3 separate regions of the Gossypium hirsutum genome follow, and all the other regions are linked to region 1. A link is a contact called in public Hi-C data. All regions are on one chromosome and are shown on one strand. The core of a region is the stretch at or near the end of the contact, and the rest is flanking DNA. Distances in the headings are between cores, read along the strand shown.

Region 1 (3,099 bases), core at 156-2,655:
TTGTTGAAGAAGTGACGTCCTTTCTTGCTCTTATGCAGACTGACCCCAATTGGAGTAATTTCCTATATGATGAGACTACCAAAACAGTCAATCTCATTGACTTTGGAGCAGCTCGAGATTATCCTAAACGATTTGTTGATGACTATTTGCGAATGGTCTGTTCCCTTCAAAAATGCTCGTGGCATCAAATTTTTTCTTTTTCTTTTTCCCACACGAATAGCACAAGCTGCTTTTGACATTTAGGTTGAAAACCAGCCATATGTTTGTCTTCAGCCTTTATGGATTTTTCTACTTTTAGACTCTTGCTTACTAGACCTCTATATAGTTTGATCTTGAGGGTGGCTTTGCTTCACGCTTACTAATTCTATGAGGTGTTCAACCTTGTGTTGCGGTTTAACTTTTGCCATTTTCAGAGTTGATTGTCCGTAGTTGTGAACTGAAGGATTACTTCCTTGCATGTATTCGACCAGGTTATGGCTTGCGCAAATAATGACAGAGCAGCAGTTATTGAGATGTCACAGAGACTTGGATTCTTGACAGGAAAGGAATCAGAGGTAATGTTGGAGGCTCACGTTCAGGCTGGTTTTGTTGTGGGATTGCCATTCTCAAAGTCTGGTGGCTATGATTTCCGCTCAACTAATATTACTCAAAGCATTTCAAACCTCGGGGCAACAATGCTGAGGCACCGCCTTACACCACCCCCAGACGAGGCCTACAGTCTTCATCGGAAATTGTCAGGTGCTTTCTTGGCTTGCATTAAGCTAGGGGCTGTTGTACCATGCAGGGAATTGTTGCTTGATGTCTATGAGCACTACCATTTTGGCGAAGATGAGGGGTCCTTATCAACTGCTTCAGTATCTTGACGACGTTGGGATTATTTAGTTTACAAATTTTGATTCTTTTTATTACATTTGTAATAAAAATTTAGGGATTCAATTTGCCAAGTGCACATCCCATTATAATATGAATTTTACATATTCTAACTTTGTTGGCTAAAGAGAAAAAAAAAGTTTTAAATTTTGATATTAGTTTTTGTACTTATCAAATGATAATTGATAAATTATTTATGTTAAATTTTCTGAAATCTGATGTTGCAAATATATTATTATATGTATAATGTCACGTTAGTTTATTGTTTTCATATATTATTTAAAATTTTGGTTAATAAATTAATAATTATAATTTATGAAAAAATTAAAAAGTGCATGGACTTAGAGTTGATCTAATTACAAAATACGGATGAAATTTACAGTATAGTGATTAAAATTGATGAATTCAAAAAGATCAAAGAGGCAGGATAATTTCTTATAAAATAGAAAGGGATGAAGACAATGCTCCTTCAGTATTTGAATGCGAGAAAAAAGAATATTGTTCTTCAAAATTTGCTCTTTTCTTTCTCGTCAATATACATGCACTTTCAGCAATAAATAAAGAAGGATATTATTATGTTTTTCTTATCCTCCAGCATATTTAGCTAAAACAAAATTCAGTGTTTTTTGTTTTCGCTTGTAATTTATTACTTAGCCCAATACCAGAAAATGATGCAGGAAATATTCAAAGTAAAAAATAGAGCGCAATTACCGGAAGGCGTATTATCGGCGGATTTAGAGAGCGTAAGGATGTGGAGCATTTTTATATGATCATTCATAGACCATGCAATAATACATAGTCGGTAAGCATAGTATTAGTTTAGTTTTAGTACCACTACAGGACTGGAACAGGAATCTGTCTATGTCGGTGTTCATATTCATAGTTGATCCCAACCTACTCTCTTTTTTTTCCCCCTAATTCTACTTGTTTTGTTTGCTTTGCCCCAAAACCAAATGTTTCCATTCGTCTCCAAGGACATAAAATGAAAGAAGATTGAAGTTGGGAAGATGAAGAAGTTTTAAAAGAAGGTAAATGTAATTTTAGGAGGAGCATTCAAGAAAAATAACTACACTAGTTGGAAAGGATTGCGGCTGCCTAAAGTATTGCACGAGAGTCTACGGATAAAAAAACAATAAACATATGGAAAAGGTACAAGACAGGCAACGGTCTCTTGTGGCTGACTAAGCAGTGAATGTCGCTCAACTGTAGCATCTTGCCTTCATTTCTGCTGTCATTCAAAAATGGGGTTTATCAAAATTCATAGCTGAAATCTCTAGCCATTATCACTCCCCTTGAAAGTGTTCCACCTTCATCCTCATTTTTAGGTTTTAGCTTTCTTTGCAAAGCTTTTCGAACTCCTACACTGAATACATTGTTTGTTTATTTTTCTTTCTTTCCCTGGTTTTTAGAGTTAGCTGTAATCTAGAAGAGGAGTGAAAAGGACAAAAGAGAGAAATAATGAAGCGAGTTCTGATATGGGTTTTGAGCTTGTGGAGTGTAGTTGGGATTGGTTGGAGCCGATCTGAAGATGGGTTGCAAGAACTTAAAGCTAAAGACAGATTACTCTCCTTCTTAGAGAAAGATGCAGTATCCCCTGGTGCCAACTCTCTCATGATTCCCCTTACTCTCATTCAAGGAGCTGCTTCTAAAGGAGCTGGTACTTCTCAAACTTCAACGCATCATTTACTTCTTGCATTCCAGGACTGCCCTGAAATTCTGATTCTTGATTCCTGTTGAGATATGAGACTCCTTTTTCCCTTCTTTTTTTTTTTTTCATTTTCTTTCTTTTCATGCCTTGGGTTTCACAGTTTGTTTGGATGGGACGCCTCCTGGTTATCATCTGGATCGTGGGTTTCGCTCTGGTTCAAACAGCTGGCTCATCCAATTGGAGGTTTGGCCAACATACTTCAACACCACATTATCTAATAAAGATTGATTTTCATCCTTTTTTTGGTCTTAGATTCTAAAGTCATTTGACCTTTCCTATGTCAGGAAAGGACCTTTTAGTGGTTTCATTGACTACTCTTAGTAGTTTGATTTCCTTTGTAGCTAATTTTAGTGACTTAACTGGAATTTATGTTTGTTTTAGGGAGGTGGATGGTGTAATACCATTCGAAGTTGTGTCTTCCGCAAAACTACTCGACGTGGTTCATCAAAATTTATGGAGAAGCGACTAAATTTTACTGGAATATTGAGCAATAAAGCTGAAGAAAACCCTGGTTTGTAGAA
Region 2 (3,099 bases), core at 317-2,816, 190 kb after region 1:
TTTGAGAGCCTAGTTCACTGCAAATCTTGGACCTTGGCGTGAACAATTTGTCGGGAAATACCAAAATGTTTCCAAAATTTAACTGCAATGGTTGCCAAACCAGATGACACAAATGCAATTATTGATTACTTCGTTAATGGGAGTTTTTAAGGAGCGAATTGCTAGTATGAAAGGGAGACTCCATGAATATACCACATTCTTTAACTAATTACCACCATGGATCTTTCAAACAATAATCTCATTGAGAACACTCCCAAAGAACAAACCTGTCTTGCAAGCTTACAATTATTGCATCTATCAGGAAATTCGTTAAGAGAAAACATACTAGAAAGTTTATGAAAAAAGATAATTTTTGGATTAGAGCTTTTACATTATGGTGAAAAGAAAAGAAGAGAATGGATTTAAAATATTTATATACTTACATGGAAAATATCAGCCTACAACGACTAATTATATGCACATTATGTGTCATGTCAAATCAGGCTTCGTTAATGAGAAAATGGATAGGTGACCAAAACAATAAATTATTGTAGCGGTAGCGACCAATTTGAAATTTTTTTATTTGAGTGACCAAAATGAAAGCACCTAAAAAGTTGAGTTACTAGTTAGGTAGTTTACCTAAAAAATTTGCATACTTTTAAAGAGTATGGACCAAATTGTCAAAAAAACTATAAATGTAGAGGGCTAAAAAAGTTTAAAAGTTTTAAAATTCGATAGACCTATTAATCGATATAGACTAGTTGAACCGGACTGAAGCATAGTTGAATTGGCAATTGGATCTATCTTTATAATTTTTAATAATTTATTTGTTTTGAAATGATTGGGCTGGTTGTTTAGAACCAATTTGTTAGACCAATTCAAAATCGGTTCAACTGATTTTTCACTTGATTCAACCAATCTGTATCGATTCGCAAATCAACTAATTTTTTTACCTCTCATTGGACCGATACCCAACAGGTTCCCCATCGAACTAGTTGGTTCAGTCTGATTTAGATAACATTGAGATTTGAAATTTTTATTTATATTTTTTAAAACCATTTTTAAAATTTTATAAAAATTATATATTTTTTAATTTTTATTAATTTTATTTAAAGTATGAAAATAATATTTTAAGAATTTTATGTAATTTTAAAGTAAAAGGACCAAATTGATGAAAATATAATTATTGAGCGTTAAAAAATTATTTTACTTTTGACATGGTTAACTTTAATGATGGAATTAAACGGAGAGACCAAAATTTTTAAATAAAAAAATATAAATATTTAATGTCCTTTAAATTAAAATATAAAGATTAAATTTTAAAATTTGAAAGAATAGATTGTAGTATATTTAAACCGGTCACACTTTGCTAATATCATTGCTTACCTCTATTTTTTTCCATCTCTTTGGATAATAAGCCTAAACTTTTCCTTTTTTGGATCATTGGATTTGGTTTAGTTTTTTTTTTTAGAAGGAATGAATTTTTTTTTTAAAATGTTATAGCCATGCAAGATTGGAACTAGCCATGGGCCTATTAACTTGACAACTATATAAATGGGCCAATTTTAGGACCATAATACCCCATAAAGTTCAATGAACTTTTCTAAATAGATTTCTTATGAACTTTTCATCGAAGAAGTAGCGAGCGAACTCTGCAAACAAGAAACATGCCGCCTAGAAACAAGGCGGCCAAAAACAACATTCAGGATGGCGCCCTTCCTCAACAGCAAGAGTATGTCTCTTTTAATTTCATTAGATTTTATAAAAACTGTCTTTTGATTTCTTACTTTTTTATTTTTCTTCGGGTCCTGAAAGTTGCTATGAAGGAGAACGGCTCATTCACGTGCTTGAATCAATCCGAAGGTAAATAATTCGAAACAATTAGCTTCGATTAACAAATACCCTTTTTTTTTCAATTCAACTACTTGTTGTTTTACGTAGTTAAATTTTATTATGTTATTTCAATGAACAGAGGGATAGAGTCAGCCAGAGCGCTGGCTGGAAACTCCTTGCCTGAAAAAGTGTGGCTTAAGGTTTGATGTCTTAGCCAATGCTGTACTCATTTTTTTCGACTAACCTTGTGGTTTTATTATTGTCTGATTATAATATTTGTGGCATTTTAGCAACAATTTGCAATCGGTGTTAATGACGTAACACGTGTACTTGAACGGATGGCAGCCATTATTGACGACGGGAGCACTGCCCAATCACCTTTTGTTAGATTTCAGGTTAGCTATCCTGGTTTTACCCATGTTTTAACAAGCAGCTAGGGTTAGTTTTTTATTGCTTGTACGTTTGCTGTTAAGTAGCTCGAGACTTGGTGTATGTTTGTTGCGTTTGTAGGCTATACTGTTAGCTGCTGATTGCAACCCAAAGTGGCTGACGAAGCACCTGCCAACGTTGGCTAAATCAAGAAAGGTACCGTTGATCATTGTTAAAGATGATAAAAAGGGGTCCTTAAGATTGGGTGAGCTTGTAAAGCTAAAAACAGCTGTTGCAATTGGAGTAAAGGTTAGGATCTCGAATTTGCTGATTGTTTTTTAACCTAGGGTGTTTTTGACTATGTGCTGAAATATTTGTCTTTTAAACTATAGGCTCGAGGAAGTGCTATCAATCAAATCATGGAGGAAATTCTTGATGGTGACGAACCCAATTAAAGGGCTCTGCTTCAAGTTCAATATGACTTGCCAGTTTTTTTTTTTTTTGCAGTCAGAATGGAATGAAAGAGCTGTTTATTATTATTATTTTTTAATTCTATGTTGTTATGGTCCCTATGGTAATGAAAGGGATTTAAAATGTAGAAATTGATATCTATGAGAAACCAGCAGAAAAGCCTCACATGATTGAGATCTGTTTTTTGTTTGAAAAATTACAACACAAAACCTAAGCAATTGTATTCGGATATATTTTTAAACATAAATATAAAAATATGATTTTCTACATATATGAAAAAATATTTTTTTTTAAATTAAATTGGGGAATAGGACACAAAGCCAAAACAGGAGGGTAGCAGTAAAGTGAAACTATTGCTCTCTACTAAAGCATTTTAAGCAAAGAAAGTGAAAAATGTTAAAAACTTTGTAGTTTCTATTAAGTATAGCTGTTTATTTGAAGCTTAAA
Region 3 (3,099 bases), core at 345-2,844, 150 kb after region 1:
GATTGTTTTGTTGATTGACTCAAATTTTTTTTCTTTTTTTTTTTATGTTTGAATCGATTCATTATTGCTATTTAACTTGATTCTTTTGAATAGATTCAAATGTCAACGCCATTTTAGCATCTGACCCTTTAATTCCATTAATGTTTTAGTAAAAAAAAACTTAAAAAATAAGAACACCCCAAAACGAAAGGTGAAGAAAGAAAAAGACTGAAAGCTTGAAAATGGTAGAAGTAGTTGAAACTTGAAGATAATAAATGGTGGAAGCTTTGTACAAGAAGCAATAAATTTTTTGTTGGGTGTTTGGTTGATGAGAAAATAAAAATTGTTTGACGGGAATAACATCTAAGAAAATCTGGAAATACATGGGCAGTAATTGTGATTGGCTGAATTTTTATATTCTAATGGGCTAATAGTTGGGGTAAAATAGGTAAAGATTTAATAATTTAGGTATTAATTTAAGAAAATTAATATAATTTAAGTATCATTTTATTGTTTAATATTTGTTATTTTAGGAGTCGGAGTTATTCTAAAATTAGTGCCAAGAAGAACATGCCTTATGTTTTATTTCTCACCTAAACTTCCCTTCTGCATGGAAATTACCTAAATTTCCAGTTAGGTTTTTAAGGAAAGCTTCATGTTTAGCCTGAGACTGGGCGGCAGATTTCTTCTTTTTTTTTGGGGGGGGGGGTTATCGCTAGCAAAGGCCCCTAAACTTATCGACGCTTTAAAAACGGAGTAATAATTTCAAAATATAAGTCATTGAAAAAAATTATAGGGAAAAAACCAGGGAAGAAAAAGTTTTAGCGCAACCCCTAAAATGGGAAAATGCCCTCACCCGGGCCTATCCTTGACAATTTTGGTATTCTGAAATATAAAGCAATAGCAAGTTTGACCCATAATAATAATTAGAAAAAATTACTGTAAATGAGGAAAAATGTTTTTTTAAATAATAATTAGAAATTTTAAAATTCGAATTTAGATGTCACTATTTCGTTGGCATGTTAAAAAAACTTTATGTTCAAACAGTATTGTGTTTAAAGGGACAAAAAAAAAGTGTTGGGAACAGTAAAACAATAGGTTTCCCATCCCATGGCCCTTCGAAGCTAACATAGATTTGGGCAAGAAATGGTGGGGGACATCAGCTTTTGCTTTTTCTCATCTTAGATCTTCCTTCCTGTAGTTTCTTTCTCGCAAAATTGGCGTTTCTTTTGGTGCAAGCCAATCTTTCTTGTTCCCCTTTTTCTTAGAGTTAATTATTAAGGTGATAGATACACAACGATGATAACCAAGCCTTTTATTTTTAAGGTAAAACAAGAGTTTCCTTTCCACGTGAGGAAAAAGGATTTTGTTTTAAAAAGAACAACAATTTGAGTTTTAATGCATAACTTCATCATGATATCTTTTAAATTCTGTTTTATGGAAAATATAAATAATAATTATCTTTTATTAAAATAAATTATATAATAAATACTATTTTACCATATAAAATTACTAATATTTCAATTCAGATATGGTTTACCAAAAGACAAGTCAAACATTTATGCCATGAGGTGGTGACTAAATATAAATGCGGAAGGCTATAAAATTACCCGTGTGTTGTGCATGAATCCTTGAACTTGCACACAAGAGAAGCAAACGCAAAACAGAACCCGCACATGGAGCCTCCTTGAATTTAACTCCCAAGAAACAAAAAGTTAAAATCATGAGATAAGACGTATACATGTCGGCTGCTCTGACGACATATCATCCCAACCATGGCCAGGAATATGAAAGAACTGCCTCTCTTGATTCTCTACCAATACTTACTACCACTGTTTTCCATTATATATACAGTATTTCCTTCTCTTTCTGGTTATTTAAACCAAAGGTGGCGGCTTTTGTTCTTCAGTCTTAGTTCCCACATCTCAGAAAATGAGAAGGGCAATTAGTTATTGTTCATCTTCTATAGGGAGCAGCAACCACTTTGATTCCTCAAGCACTGCTACTGCTGCTTCTTCCTCTTCGCAGAGGGACCATAACACCGATCTTAGCCTTGGTCTTAGCATTTCAACCTCTCCTCTTTATGCAAGGTGCGTGTTTAGTTATTTACTCACCATCATCTTCAAAAGAAACACTACCATTTGTTTTGGGTAAATTGGTACGTATACATGTATATCAGGAAGCAAAGATCGCCAATAAAGCCGCTGCTAAGGCTGGAGCTTGCCGAACAAGATGAGTGCAACAGTGCTACTTTTTATGTCAAAGTTTACATGGAAGGAATTCCTATTGGTAGAAAAGTAGACCTGTTGGCTCGCCGGAGTTACTGTGACCTGATAAAAACTCTTGAACATATGTTTAATACAAACCTCATCTGTTAAGTTTCATCTTTCTACTTCTTTTGTTTCCTTCGTTAAAAATGCAACAGCTGTTTTTTCTTTTCTCCCTGAACAGAAGTTTTGACGAATCCATGCAGGGGCTGAGGCTGAGGTGAATGGAGATTATTTCGAGGAATATCATGTACTAACATATGAAGACAAGGAACGGGATTGGATGATGGTTGGTGATGTTCCTTGGCAGTAAGTAAACAACATTTCCATATGTCTTATATATGGTGATGATGGTCATTCCTTATAGTACACCACAGCTGAAGCTGTTCTATATATGCATGTACTGTAGGATGTTCTTGTCAGTTGTGAGGAGATTGAAGATAAGTAGATCAAGTGCTGAACTTTGATAAAAAATTGTTTTTCTTTTCTTTTCTTTTTGGTGGAGTGAAAATCAATAGGAGATGCGTATGCATAAAATATATGGTGGGATATGTTTAGGGTTTAGAAAAAAAAAGTATCATGGACATACTAGAATGATTGAGTAACAAGCATCAGTCTTGTCTTTTGGTTGTAAATCTTTCATTGGTGATGGATTGTTATGTTTTACTTAAGGAAAGCCTTTTAATATTCTTACCTATAAGTCTCTTGTGTACAATCTCTTTAATAGTATTTGGTATTTACAATAAAGTCTTCACTAGCTGCTTGTCCTCTGAATTGTCTTCTATTCCTCTCTCTTCAGCCCAATAGTCCACTTAGAAGGAATAGGAGAGTGAAGGCCTGGAAACTTTTAGTT

The links. A called contact is a pair of places that touch in the nucleus more often than the background predicts.
Region 2: a contact with region 1 is called in a Hi-C map of leaf, with 1.7 times the contacts expected there. The contact joins the promoter of LOC107923626 here to the promoter of LOC107943121 in region 1. A contact is called at or near these places in 2 of 34 Hi-C or Micro-C datasets (both in leaf).
Region 3: a contact with region 1 is called in a Hi-C map of leaf, with 1.7 times the contacts expected there. The contact joins the promoter of LOC107923044 here to the promoter of LOC107943121 in region 1. A contact is called at or near these places in 3 of 34 Hi-C or Micro-C datasets (leaf and seedling).

The regions. Positions count from the first base shown.
Region 1 is chrA11:11,218,987-11,222,085 of Gossypium_hirsutum_v2.1, reverse strand. LOC107943121 (pectin acetylesterase 6) reads left to right here and starts at 1,405. Exons shown (of 13, transcript XM_016876866.2): 1 at 1,405-2,527; 2 at 2,679-2,761; 3 at 2,960-3,089. The coding sequence starts at 2,329. It overlaps LOC107943120 (protein ABC transporter 1, mitochondrial), which reads left to right. Exons shown (of 8, transcript XM_041081050.1): 7 at 39-155; 8 at 471-1,084. The coding sequence ends at 863.
Region 2 is chrA11:11,024,342-11,027,440 of Gossypium_hirsutum_v2.1, reverse strand. LOC107923626 reads left to right here and starts at 1,566. Exons shown (of 6, transcript XM_016853814.2): 1 at 1,566-1,711; 2 at 1,795-1,842; 3 at 1,952-2,012; 4 at 2,103-2,207; 5 at 2,323-2,490; 6 at 2,574-2,826. The coding sequence starts at 1,647. The coding sequence ends at 2,636.
Region 3 is chrA11:11,070,942-11,074,040 of Gossypium_hirsutum_v2.1, reverse strand. It overlaps LOC107923044 (auxin-responsive protein IAA30), which reads left to right and starts at 1,594. Exons shown (of 3, transcript XM_041081044.1): 1 at 1,594-2,069; 2 at 2,159-2,352; 3 at 2,453-2,946. The coding sequence starts at 1,912. The coding sequence ends at 2,559.